Linked DNA regions of Zea mays: regions 2 and 3 are each linked to region 1. Evidence: chromatin contacts called from public Hi-C data. All regions are on one chromosome and are shown on one strand. The core of a region is the stretch at or near the end of the contact, and the rest is flanking DNA. Distances in the headings are between cores, read along the strand shown.

The links. A called contact is a pair of places that touch in the nucleus more often than the background predicts.
Region 2: a contact with region 1 is called in a Hi-C map of leaf, with 2.5 times the contacts expected there. The contact joins the promoter of LOC100284059 here to the promoter of LOC103635584 in region 1. A contact is called at or near these places in 3 of 25 Hi-C or Micro-C datasets (ear, leaf and tassel).
Region 3: a contact with region 1 is called in a Hi-C map of ear, with 4 times the contacts expected there. The contact joins the enhancer-like site here to the promoter of LOC103635584 in region 1. A contact is called at or near these places in 5 of 25 Hi-C or Micro-C datasets (bundle sheath, ear, leaf and 1 more).

The regions. Positions count from the first base shown.
Region 1 is chr8:98,080,989-98,085,005 of Zm-B73-REFERENCE-NAM-5.0, forward strand. It overlaps LOC103635584, which reads right to left and starts at 2,048. Exons shown (of 5, transcript XM_035961736.1): 1 at 1,885-2,048; 2 at 150-312. The coding sequence starts at 1,947.
Region 2 is chr8:98,660,833-98,665,229 of Zm-B73-REFERENCE-NAM-5.0, forward strand. It overlaps LOC100284059 (coronatine-insensitive protein 1), which reads left to right and starts at 2,536. Exons shown (of 3, transcript NM_001156957.1): 1 at 2,536-3,234; 2 at 4,216-4,397. The coding sequence starts at 2,717.
Region 3 is chr8:98,770,150-98,774,372 of Zm-B73-REFERENCE-NAM-5.0, forward strand. No RefSeq gene overlaps it. Among protein-coding and RNA genes, the nearest start is that of LOC103637126, 29 kb to the right of the region's middle. Within about 2 kb of position 2,447, at least 14 of the 20 cell types and tissues checked have an H3K27ac peak or open chromatin away from gene starts, as enhancers often do. A contact at or near this core is called in bundle sheath, ear, leaf and 1 more, where this site is marked.

The sequences.
Region 1 (4,017 bases), core at 798-3,297:
ATTTTAGGAACTTTAGACCTATCTTTGTTGAAAAAATGACAAAGATACAGGTATGTGAAGGAAAGTTAACTAACAATGAGAAAACATTAAAGATAGATTATTTTCCAAATGCTTGCAATGCTGAAAACGGAAAACAAAGCAACAATTACCAGCCACTTGGATAAGACCATTGAGTTCAAACTCAGTAACTGATACTTCTTTTGTCAACTCAGACTCCTTGTTGAGATAGTGCTTTTCGGTTTCAGAATGTTGCACTATCTCTGATTCTATTTCCCTGGTCTTCTGTATGTTTTGTTCAATCTCTTCATTAACCTAATTCAGGGGATATAATGAACCTTACAGCATGGTAAGTGTCAAAAGAAGTTGAATATAACAACCAAGCACGTATTCCCTCCAAACCAAAACAAAAGATGTGGTTTGACTTGGTGCATTCCCGAACACTGTAATGTTTTGTTCAATCTCTTCGTTAACCTAATTCAGGGGATATAATGAACCTTACAGCATGGTAAGTGTCAAAAGAAGTTGAATATAACAACGAAGCATGTATTCCCTCTAATCCAAAACAAAAGATATGGTTTTACTTGGTGCATTCCCGAACACTGTAATTAGGCCACTAATATATCTTGTACTATATAGTTCATAACTATAAGATCAATACCATACAAAAGGGCTCTCAAATATGAATCCAATGATACTAAAGTTGTATTCCACCATCAGAAATTTTTTCTAAAGTTAAATTTTGGTAAAAAAAAAGATCTGTATCCCTAAATTCATGCAATAATTATAAAAAGAAACGGAGAAGTATTCAACATGGATCAAGAAAATAGAAAATCCAGCTCTCCGTATGCAAGTTATTACTATTAATTCACAGATAGAAGGTATACATTTGCTTTCATAGAAATAATACAACACACATCACATCAGTTACCCTTACATCATACCATTCATCAGATGATTTATCATAAAGGCATAAGCCCCATCATCCACGACAGCTGTCTTACATTGTATTCACAAAAGGGAAAGGACCAGATGACTCTCCTTCTAAAGCATAACATCATTCAGTTTCTATAGATGAAAACATTATCACTCAGAATGATATAATATAAGGTAAAGCATGAGCAAGATTTTGTGCTCAATCAGATGCACCATACACAAGACAATTAACAGTTTGGTCATCCATTCACATTAATTTTGAGCTGTGCAGCTAGTAGTTTAATTACTCATTCCCAATGCATTGAGATATATGTTACTTCAGCAATAACTAGAAAATTAATGGTGGAACCAAAGTTTCATTTAAAATATAAATTTGTGATTAACAAGAAAACTAATGTGACCTAGAGGCTTCCCTTGAATGCTAAATGAAAGTATATGATATGACACCAATCATATCACCAAAAAAATGTTCAGTGCACCAGACATGCCTAGGCAGGGCAATCGGGTCTTGATTAGAAAGCTCAATTTTATAGCAGCATCAGAATGCTGAAACATGATACAAGTTTTCAACGGCAAAGAAATACCTAACGTCCACTAAAGGCATCACGGCCTGTAACACCAGAGAGCAGAGATGTCAGATGTACACAACAGCTAAAACGCAGAGGCAAGCAATGTAGCTCGACTCAACTCAACTGAAGTCTGAACTCTCAAATATTACCCCCAAGACCCCAACCCGTTTGTCTGCAGCTCGAGTCGAGTCGAAACACTAACGCAGGTGGTGATTCCAGCAGACTCCACGCGAAGCGATTCATCCAGGAGGAGTCCAGCCGGGTCGGGCTGGGCGGCGCAGCAACCTCACTGCCCCCTCAGTCAATTCATTCTACACTGGCGAGTAGAGAGAACGGAAGCAGACAAGTGTACATAAGAGGGGGAGATCAGTGGATGCTAGACCTTGTCGACCATATCCTTGACGGAGGAGATGTGGCGGAGGATGGCGCCAGAATCCTCCGCCATTGTACAAGACCACGCTGAGGCGGCGGCCCTGGACTATGAACAGAGTTCACGACTTCACGCTAAGGCGAAGTGGTTGATGGGTTGGGTCAGAGCGGTAGCCCCTATTTTTCTTTAGGGCCAATACATGCATCTATATCTATACTACTCTTTACTACTCCTTAATATATATATATATATATATATATATATATATATATATATATATATATATATATATATATATATACTGTTTATATATATTACACCTGGGTGCATTCATTATAGAGAATGCACCCAGGCCCAACTTACGCGCCCAGGTGCACATGGTCCGATCCAACCGCTCCACAGAGCCGAACCGACGCAGCCGTACCGACGACTTCCCCCCTCCTCTATTGCGCGTTTTCACTTCCTCGCCCCGACTGTGCCTTTTCCACTTCATAGGCTCTCCGCGAACGGCTCAATATTTCTCTTCGCCGGCGACGTAGCCCTCGCCATAGCCGTTGTGCGCTCGCTCCCATTCCCGTCTTCGTCCATCCCGCGAACGGATCCGCCTCCACACTTCTCCGCGAACGGATCCCGTCAGAATCGTTTGCTCGCCGGAGACGTCGCCCGCGCCGGAGTAGTCTGCGCGCGCGCCCGCCGTGTAAGCGCATCCGCTCTCTCTGCCGTTTCTCTGTTCCCATTTTTTGTATTTGTTTTGTTATTTTCGGTGATAGACTGGTAAACCCCATTTTTCCCCAAGTGTTGCAACTAGTATTATTCGTTGATTGAAATTATTAATTGTTGTATTTTATGCGGATACATTTCATTTTGAATAAGCAGTTTCTGTTCTATACTCAGATGTTTCTACTTTTTTTGTAACTGCAGTGTACCTTTTGTTGCAACTGGTCCATCACATAAGTTGCAACTGGTCCATCACATAAGTTGCAACTGTATAATTTTTACTTTCAACCCACATACATTATTCCTGTCTTTTTATAACTGTGCTCGTATACAACTAGTTATTTGTTTAAATTCACTTTTGCAACTGTCCCAGTAGTAATTGTTTTAGCAGTTTTGTTGCAACTGGCTTATGGCGCATGTGGCAATTCTGTCCCAGTACTAATGTGTGTTGCAACTGTATAATTTTTACTTTCAACCCACGTACATTATTCCTGTCTTTTATAACTGTGTTCGTATACAACTAGTTATTTGTTTAAATTCCCTGTTGCAACTGTCCCAGTAGTAATTTTTTTAGCAGTCTTGTTGCAACTGGCTTATGTCGCATGTTGCAATTCTGTCCCAGTACTAATGTATGTGTGCAGCATTAGTGTGTATTGCAACTATTTTTTGTTCCTATTTTTGTACTGTGTGTTTTAGTTTGTTGATTAGCAATTTTTGGTTATGAGATCTGTACCATGTGTTTGTGCCCTCATGTTTTTTTCATTCCCATTTTTTCAGTGTTTTTTATAATGGATGAAGATCAGAATGTATCAGGCCAGCAAGGTGCTCATGCTGTCCGTCGCTCTTCCCGTGTTGAAAACAAGAGAAAGCAACTAGATAAAAATGAATTAATGGAAAGGAAGAAGAGATTAAGGTTGAAAGTCCCTCCTATACAAGACGCCGAAAGTGATGATGAAAAAGACACAGAGTTTGTTCCTGGTGGCGATGGGTCTGGTGATGACAATGTTGGTATTGTTGGTGGAGATGAAAATAAGGGTATAACTAAGACACGAGCTATTCGATGCTCACCTGGGAAATTTATAAAGCTTGTGAATTCTCTATCTGATGAATTGAAAAGTGAAGTGGTTGCTAAGGGGTTTGGCGGCCTACTTAGATTCAAGCCACATTTATTGTCGAGAAAGTTGCTTAGCTGGCTGATGCGGAAGCTTAACCCAGAAACAATGAAAATAGAGATTGGTGGTGGGAAAGAGATTCAAATCACCGAACACAGTGTTTGGTGTGTGTTGCAGTTACCAAACGTTGGCAGTGATCCGCCCCCCATGTCTGATGCAGATGCTCGTGCCTTGCGGGACGAGCTGGGGGAGCAAATTTGTGGGAAATCTTATAGACGCATATCTGGCATCAATATATCTGTTATCACTGATAGAT
Region 2 (4,397 bases), core at 1,286-3,785, 580 kb after region 1:
TTCCTTTTTAGATTTTAAATTCCACTTTGGACTTTAATATATTTCTTTTTACATTATTTTATATTTTCACAAAATGCACACAAAATAAGACATCAACATGATGCATATTCCATTTTAGTACCATTTTAACTAATCACTCTTACTTATAGGTATGCTCTTGTTATGATGAATATATGGCACATAAAATAGGGAGATCAACTATATTCTCATTGTATACAAAGGGACTACCAGGTAATGTGATAGAAATCGCATCGAGAGAGATGAGTATGAGACCTGTATAAGTTTCCATGGTGGAAACCCAGTCTATGTGATTGGAGATCCCGTGAATTAGGTCCTGGGAAGAACAATCCATTGGTGAATTTAGGAGAGTAACCTTTGACCCTCTCTAAGTAAAGATGCAATACTCTCAAATGTTGTAAGGCAGGTTGGCTTTGTGCCTTAATGTGTTTTGTTGTCTTTTATTAGCGAAGATGTTGTCCTGCATAACATTCTTGAAAGAACACACCTATATGAGTTAGACTGTCTAACGTCGTAGTATATGAAATCAGGGTGATCTCTAGTAAACTCATGAAGAGACCTTGGAGTACGACGTATATGCTCCACCCGAGAAGGGGACTACTGGTAGCCAGGTACTGGTTATGGCTTTAAGTGAAAACCATTCACACAAAACTTGCAATTCAAGGCATAGTCCATTGTCTAAGTTGTGGGTTGGTGTAGCTTGGAGTTCTAGGCGGAAGTTCAACTTAACAGTCTCTGCTGAAACACTAGTATATTAAACATTATTGAACAGTGGCAAAACTGCAGGTGAACATTTGAGATCTGGTGGGGGATTGTTGGATTTATGGGCTAGGCCCAATTGAGAAATTCAATTAAATCCTAGAAAAATCTCAAAAGCCTATGTATGGGTATGGCTAGGAAATGGTGGAACAATTAGTACCATATTGCTAGTCTAAGTGGAGTGAAACTAGTTTAAATATGGAGGCTACACTCACTCACCAAGTCATGAATGAGAGGAGAGAGTGTGGAGAACCACACGTGCGCTCGATCGCCTGGCCAGGCCGGGGCGGGGCGGGGCGCGGGGGCACGACATGCTCGTGAATGGTCCGTCGAAATCCGGCCCCTCGCCTTGCGGGGGCGCGACTTCCTTTTGCCATTTTATTTTTTGGTTGCTTGGCTGTTCGCATGCAGATCGGATCACAGATAGTTATCGGTTCGCGGACTCGGCCCTATATAAGGCGCCTGGCAGCCAACATCAAACTCATCCTAATTTTCGCCTCTACTCACAACTGCGCCGCCATCGTAGTTCTCTTCATCCCGACCGCCGACGTGCATCTGCGCTCGGGAGGGCAGGTCTCCGGAACCCTTCGCCTTCGAGATCCTGCACCGGGAGAGGGCGAATAAGGTTTTTGGGAAGCGTCCTTACGCGACTGCTCGCGATCTTGTCGTCGAACCCTGCTGCTTCGACGTCATCGGCCCCGCTGCTTCGACGTCGTCGACCCTGCTGCTTCCGGCCCGCGTTATTTACCAGTATGTCTGATCAGTACGCATCATTTGATTTGATTTTATACTTCAGTTCTTTTGATTTGGTCATGATTTATATTCAGAATTTAATCTGAAAAATATCTAATAATTCAACAAAAAGACTCTTTACGCACGCATGAACCGTTCAAAAACCTCAGGCGTGGTGCGTTCGACACGCATATAGGGAGAAGCTGCTCCTGCAGCGATGTCGTGGACTGTCCAGTGCAGGGCCGCAGACTATCCGCGCTCTTGCAGAGAACACCGTTTTTTCCGGCGTTTGGTGTAAGATGGGTCCCAACACCATCATCTTATGATAGCATGTTGACACACCATTATGAATGACTAAAGTAGCTCAAAAGTACAAGCCGAATCATCCCGTTCGCTTGAATTCTACAGCATGGCAGTACAACGGTTCTGACTAAAAGCCGTTTCATGGAACATTGTGCATACAACAGTAGGTAATTAGAAATAAACACAACTGAACAGGCTCAATGATAGCCTTCATCTAACGCTCACATGGTACAACTGCTCTTAGCATCCGGATCCGTGGTTCTGCTTCATTGATGAATTAGATTTTGTTGGTTTTGTCTTTAAAAACAGCTTTATCAATAGAGTCAAATTTATTTATTAAACATTGGTAAAACATTTTCTTTTGAAAATTGTAGCAAAGAAAAAAAAAGAAAGAGCTAGTATTTTTAGTTTACTGTGAAGTTAGCTAAAAATAGCTTTTAGAGAAAAACTATTATAGTAAATAAACTGTAGTACAGTATTATGTAATTGTTTCCACCAAGCCAGTCCAACTCGAGCCAGGACACTAGACACCAGACCGCCGGCGACAGAGTGTGTGTCCGTGCCGTGCGTCCGTGTGCGCCGAGCAAATTCCCCACCCCGGTCCCCTGCCGACGTGGCTTGGCATCCTCAGCTGGATCGCGCTGAAGTAAACGCCGCTTCCCCAATCCCCACCCCACCTGGTCCTCCTCTCCACTCTCTCTTCTCCCTCCAATAATTCTCTCCACCCCTGCTTGCTGCAGCTTCAAGCACTACCGAATCAGGGCGAGTGGGAGCAGAGGAGGGAATCCCATGTCTCCGCCCCTCGCTGGAGCAGATCGTTGTCGAGCCGACGTGGAGCTGCTGCGGTAGAAAGCTAGCGGAGCCTGCGAGCTAGCCTGATCCGTCCGCAGTCCGATCGGGATCGATGGGTGGGGAGGCGCCGGAGCCGCGGCGGCTGACCCGGGCGCTGAGCATCGGCGGCGGTGACGGCGGCTGGGTTCCCGAGGAGATGCTGCAACTCGTGATGGGGTTCGTCGAGGACCCGCGCGACCGGGAGGCCGCGTCGCTGGTGTGTCACCGGTGGCACCGCGTCGACGCGCTCTCGCGGAAGCACGTGACGGTGCCCTTCTGCTACGCCGTTTCCCCGGCACGCCTGCTCGCGCGGTTCCCGCGGCTCGAGTCGCTCGCGGTGAAGGGGAAGCCCCGCGCGGCCATGTACGGGCTCATACCCGACGACTGGGGCGCCTACGCCCGCCCGTGGATCACCGAGCTCGCCGCGCCGCTCGAGTGCCTCAAGGCGCTCCACCTCCGACGCATGGTCGTCACAGACGACGACCTCGCCGAGCTCGTCCGTGCCAGGGGGCACATGCTGCAGGAGCTGAAGCTCGATAAGTGCACCGGCTTCTCCACTCATGGACTCCGCCTCGTTGCCCGCTCCTGCAGGTACTCGTACTCCTCGATTCTCTTGCTCTTTTTTAGCTCCGATCTGGGTGTGGAGCAAGTAAGATCGAATTGGGGTTACTGGGAATGGTGGCAAGGAGAAGGGGTACTGTTTAGTCGTTGATTCCCCGTAACGGTTTAGCCATAGCAGTATAGCACCCAACCGAGCGTCACTTTCTGCAAGTAGAAACTTGTGGTACCTTGGGGAAAGTTATTACCGAAAAGCAGGCTTGAGATCTGGCGCACAAAATTGGGTTGGCTGCTCTCAAATGATTACACATCCTAACTCCTAATCCTAAGTCCTAAGCATAGAAGATCAAAGCAGAAGTCGTAGGAGTGCATCTTCAAACCTGTATCATTACAATTCGTGGCTTCTGCTGCAGGTTTCTCCAAAAAAGAAAGTTTAATTGATGGTGTTGATTGTCAATAATTTGATTATGCGATGCCTTACTCGATATATATTATATTATAAAGAAAAGTTGAGTCATCGAGCAAACCACTGAGAGCAGGGAATCAAATAAGGGAGCTATTGAAGATTAGGCTGTGTTTTGTCTTTGGATGGATCTACCAGAAAAGGAGTCTTTAAATGGCCCCAAATTTACGTGTAGCATGGATTGTTGGCAATATTTAATGCAATTCCAATTAAAACAAGGATACTATCGACTAGTTGAGTTGAACTTCTGTGATTCTCCTAGTTCTAAAATTCTAACAAAATTCCCAAGCAACATGTAAACATGGCATATGTCTATCGTTTTTCTGTATTCTGCTAGGAGCTTTTGCGTTTCCTGATCACCCCCTTGACATGCAGATTTTAGGTGTCAGGACAGGGATTGTTATTTGTTGATTGCTAAAATGGGGTTACATTTAGTTGCCTGTAGGCTGTAGTGCATCCTTTTGTTATTTGATTTTCCCATTTGGTATCCTTATAGCTGCTAATATTGTGATGAAATCATTACACTAACTTGTGGTGCTAAATTTCATCAGATCACTGAGGACTTTATTTTTGGAAGAATGTCAAATTGATGATAAGGGCAGTGAATGGATCCACGATCTCGCAGTCTGCTGTCCTGTTCTGACAACATTGAATTTCCACATGACTGAGCTTGAAGTGATGCCAGCTGACCTAAAGCTTCTTGCAAAGAGCTGCAAGTCACTGATTTCATTGA
Region 3 (4,223 bases), core at 1,197-3,696, 690 kb after region 1:
AAGTTTATATGTGCCATTATTTATGTATTTGTATTGTTTAAGCTTTTTTATCAGGTACAATTATTTTTTTAGTGTTATATCTGGCTCTACCCTTAGAAAGATCCTGGCTTCGCCACTGGCTAGTTCTATTAAAAAAGCTTTAGGCCATACAAGTGAATTAAAATGGACTAAAGCCCTGTTTGGCACAGCTTATTTTCAGCTTCTTCACAAATTTAAGCAGAAGTTCTGCCAAACAGGTAGCTTCTGCAGCAGCTTATCAGTTCAGCTGCTTCTCAGAATACACTAAAAACAGCCAACAAGCAGAAGCTACTTTTTACCAGCTTCTGAGATAAGCTGCTTTTTTAACAAGCACCAGCTGTGCCAAACAGGGCCTAAATGAAACTCACAAGGTCTATGGAGCTACAGTTCATGCCAAGCTAAGGGATAAGAACGAAATGAAAAGGGAAGCGGTGGCCAAGAGGAATAGAAATGAATATAAAGGTGATAATGAAAACGAAATCCCACTTACTCTATAGTAGGATCTTATAGAGGAACCACAATATCTGTTAAAACAAAGAAAACGAACATGAGACGACTTACTTTTGCTCTCTGGTTGTTACTGACCCGTGACATGGCCGAACTGACGATCGGTACCGACTCGACCAGACTTCAATACTGATCCGTTGACCTATGGACTAGTTGGTTCGATCGATAACGACTTAGAGAACCAGTAATGCAAATCACGTGTTATCATGTGTCATCTCCTAATTGGTTCAGACTATTTTGGCTGTGTTAAAGTTAGTGTAAAAAAACTAAAAACTAGATTTGTTCTCTAGATTCCTTTATACCCCTCATTCTTTAATTCACTTTTTTCTTTATATTGTAGCTTCCTATCCTCTATTTTAACATACACTAGTACAAAACGGCTCTATATCTATGGTGCACACTAATTTATACATGCGGATGTCGTTAATGCGTGCCAGTGTACTAAAACAAGGCAACATAAAATGTTAAATGTTAAGTACCTTCGTCCTTCGAAGCATCATCTTCTTGCAAAGATAATGGATCTTGGACAAAGGTCATGAAGAATAGGTCTTCATTTTTCATACGAATAATATTACAATGTAATATTATAACAAGCATTCATTTCATATTGCATGTCAGAATAATATCAAAATCTGTATTATATGTTAATAAAGTGATACAAGTTGTATATTATATTTGTATATTCGGCTTGCTCGAAGGAGAGAATGCTAGTACAGCCTTCCAATAAAAGCATGAACAATATGTGGGTACTGTTCATCTATTTATAGGCATGGGACGCGGTCCAAACAAAATTACAATTATGACCCTGATATCTATACATTGCTCTAATACAAATATCAAGGATAAACATGTCTTTTTATTGCTGTCTTGATTTCATGTATGACCTTCGTGATCATCTTAAGATGAAGCTTTAGTTCTTGCCGAAGCTTCGATGTATTTCTTGCGTGTCTGTCACAGCTTCGGCACTCAGTTCCTTTGATGTATCTTTGTCAAAATAAATTACAAACGGTTTCTTCATCCTGAGGATCTTCGGCAGAGAAACAGACCCCAACAAGTAGCCTCGACTTACAGAACCGCTAGTGAAAACACATTTTCGCTGAAGGTTAACTTAAAAAAAACCACCAGCGAAAACCATGCATATTCACAGACAAACTGTCGGTAAAAATGTGTTTTTCACTGACGGTTTTATTAAGAGAACCACCTGTGAAAATGCACGGTTTCACTGGCGGTTTTTTAAGTTAACCGTCAATAAAAATCTATTTTCACATGCGGTTCATTAATCAAACCGCCATGGGTGACATTTCTGGTATAAATACCCTTTCTTCTCCTCCAAGAACTTAAAAACCTGTCAGTGGAAAGATTTATTTCCATTGGCCACTAGCGCTTACGGTTCTGGAAAACACTAGCAAAAATAGGTTGTGAACTGCCTCTATAGAGCTTCTTTGTACTAGTGATAGATTCTAGGTAGAATTTGAACATCGAAACCTTCACCGACTTGCAATCCTCACAACGTTTCGTGACCCTTATCGGTGTGAGAAGAGGGCTTTTTGGATGGTCTTTCTTCCATATACCATCGTCAGAAGGATGTCCCTGCACATCACGGCTTCCTAAACAAAAATCAAATTGGACGGGAAACAACTTTCACTTCACCACCGGTTCGTCTCTTATAAACGAAGCTGCAAGATTAGGGTTGAAAACGGGACAGGTACCTGGATCGGATACTAGATACAGGTAGTGAAATAACACGAATTTTCAGATATGGATACAGTTATTTTTGTTACCAGAATGGATACGGTTACTACTCGCATAATAACCATTTGGATACAGGTAGGATATAAAATCATAGTACCCAGTAACTATCCGTATATCTCATATCGGATATGGGTATCCGACGGTCGGGTACCCGGGCCAGCGTCTGCACTTCGTCTTCTGCCTTGGCGCATTGCGCTATCGGCCTGCTGGCCCAATGACGGATGGCCCATTACGTACGTGTGTTCGCACTTCAAACAAACAAATGACACGAGAGATTTGCAAATTGTTTTTTTTTGTTACACTAGAGGGCATGGAAACATGAGACAAAAGGTATTTAAAAATTGGAGAAACCTTAACATGGGCTATGAAATTAATCGGCCGAGAATACTCCCGCTAGCCAAATTGACGTAAAAAGGTACCCCTATAATTCGCGTGGTGAACAACGTATTGTATATTTCTTCTCGAATTGATTGCTTTACCGTATGGGGGCACAATATATCCATTAGTTGTTTCATTTGGTGATGTGAAAGTATTGAACATTTAAATGCCAACTATCTATTATCTGTTATATATTTGTGGACTTGCGTATTATATCTAAAAGAAATATGCTGCTGATTTTTTTTAAAAAAAAACTGTATTAGTGGTTGTATAATATCCTTGTGATTAGTAACTTCGAACTACATTATGTCAATTTTATCTGTTTATTTTTCTATATTTGAGCTATCATGTACATGATTATGTATTTTTTTATTTGATTTGTTTGTTGAACAGTACTACTACGTGCAGTTGCGTCAACTCTTACACTGTCAATAATTGCAGTCCCCTTCGTTTTCGTTTTTTTCTGATCGTCAAATCAGTCCTCGCTGATAGATGAGGACATATCCTTTGCAATCAATCATTTTGGTGCAAGCGTGCAATCAAACTATCCAGAGCATCCAATCTAGATCCAACGGTTTCATATGGAAGGGTTAAAAGTAAAATAGGTACTATGTTTTAGGTGGAAGGGGTTAAATATAAAATAACAGTCATCATTAGATCTAGATTAGATGCATCAAACCGCTTGATTGCACGCTTGCACCAATATATATGATTGCACAGGATATTTTCCCCTGATAGATAGATATGCTTATCTTTGAAAGAACCCCGGTAGAGGGCGAACCATCAGCACGCCAGTATTGGCCAGACTTGCTGCGCCTCCTGAATGCCCATGACGACGACGCAATTGTTTTTACTCCCCCGGTGTTCCCCATTCATCAGTCTATCGTGGCATGCTGGCCTCGTCCCTCGTCGTCGTCGTCGCGCCGGCCGCCATGGGCGCATGTGCTGCGTAGTGCGTCCCCAGTTTCAACTTTGCGCAGAGAACAAAAACAATCGGATGGTCCCTCTTCCGTTCCTCCTTTTGCAGAAACAATCAGCTAGCGTATGTTTGCTTGGGAAGGGGTGTTAATTGCGCCCCCGCCCTGCTAGATTAATTCCAAGGCACGCAGGCAGGTGCGTGCGTTTTGTAATGGTTGCAACTGGGGAGGTCGGTCCCCTGGCGGCTACTACGGCGATGGCTACGTAAAACGTACCTGGTGCTGAATTGCCGGTCCGGTCCGGTCCGGGTCCTGCTGGTGCCGCCATGGCACACTGCCTGTTTGGCGATAGCGACCGATGCCCCGGCACGCCGTCGCTTGCGGCGGCGGTCAGTTCAGTCGTCGGTGCTCCGTTGCCATCTGACTGCCAGGAGAGGAGATGCTGAGGCGACTGGTCAAAAGTAATCTTCATTGATGCATGTTAATGACAACACATACATCTACACAATGGGAAGGAATGCTAGAGCCACCATGAGCAAGGGAAAGCAAGATGTTGCTACTAATAAGACGGTAGAGAATAGAAGAAAGTCTTTAGGGGACCCAAGTCCTAGCAAAAAGTCTTTAGGGTAAACGTTCAATAAGTTTCCCTTT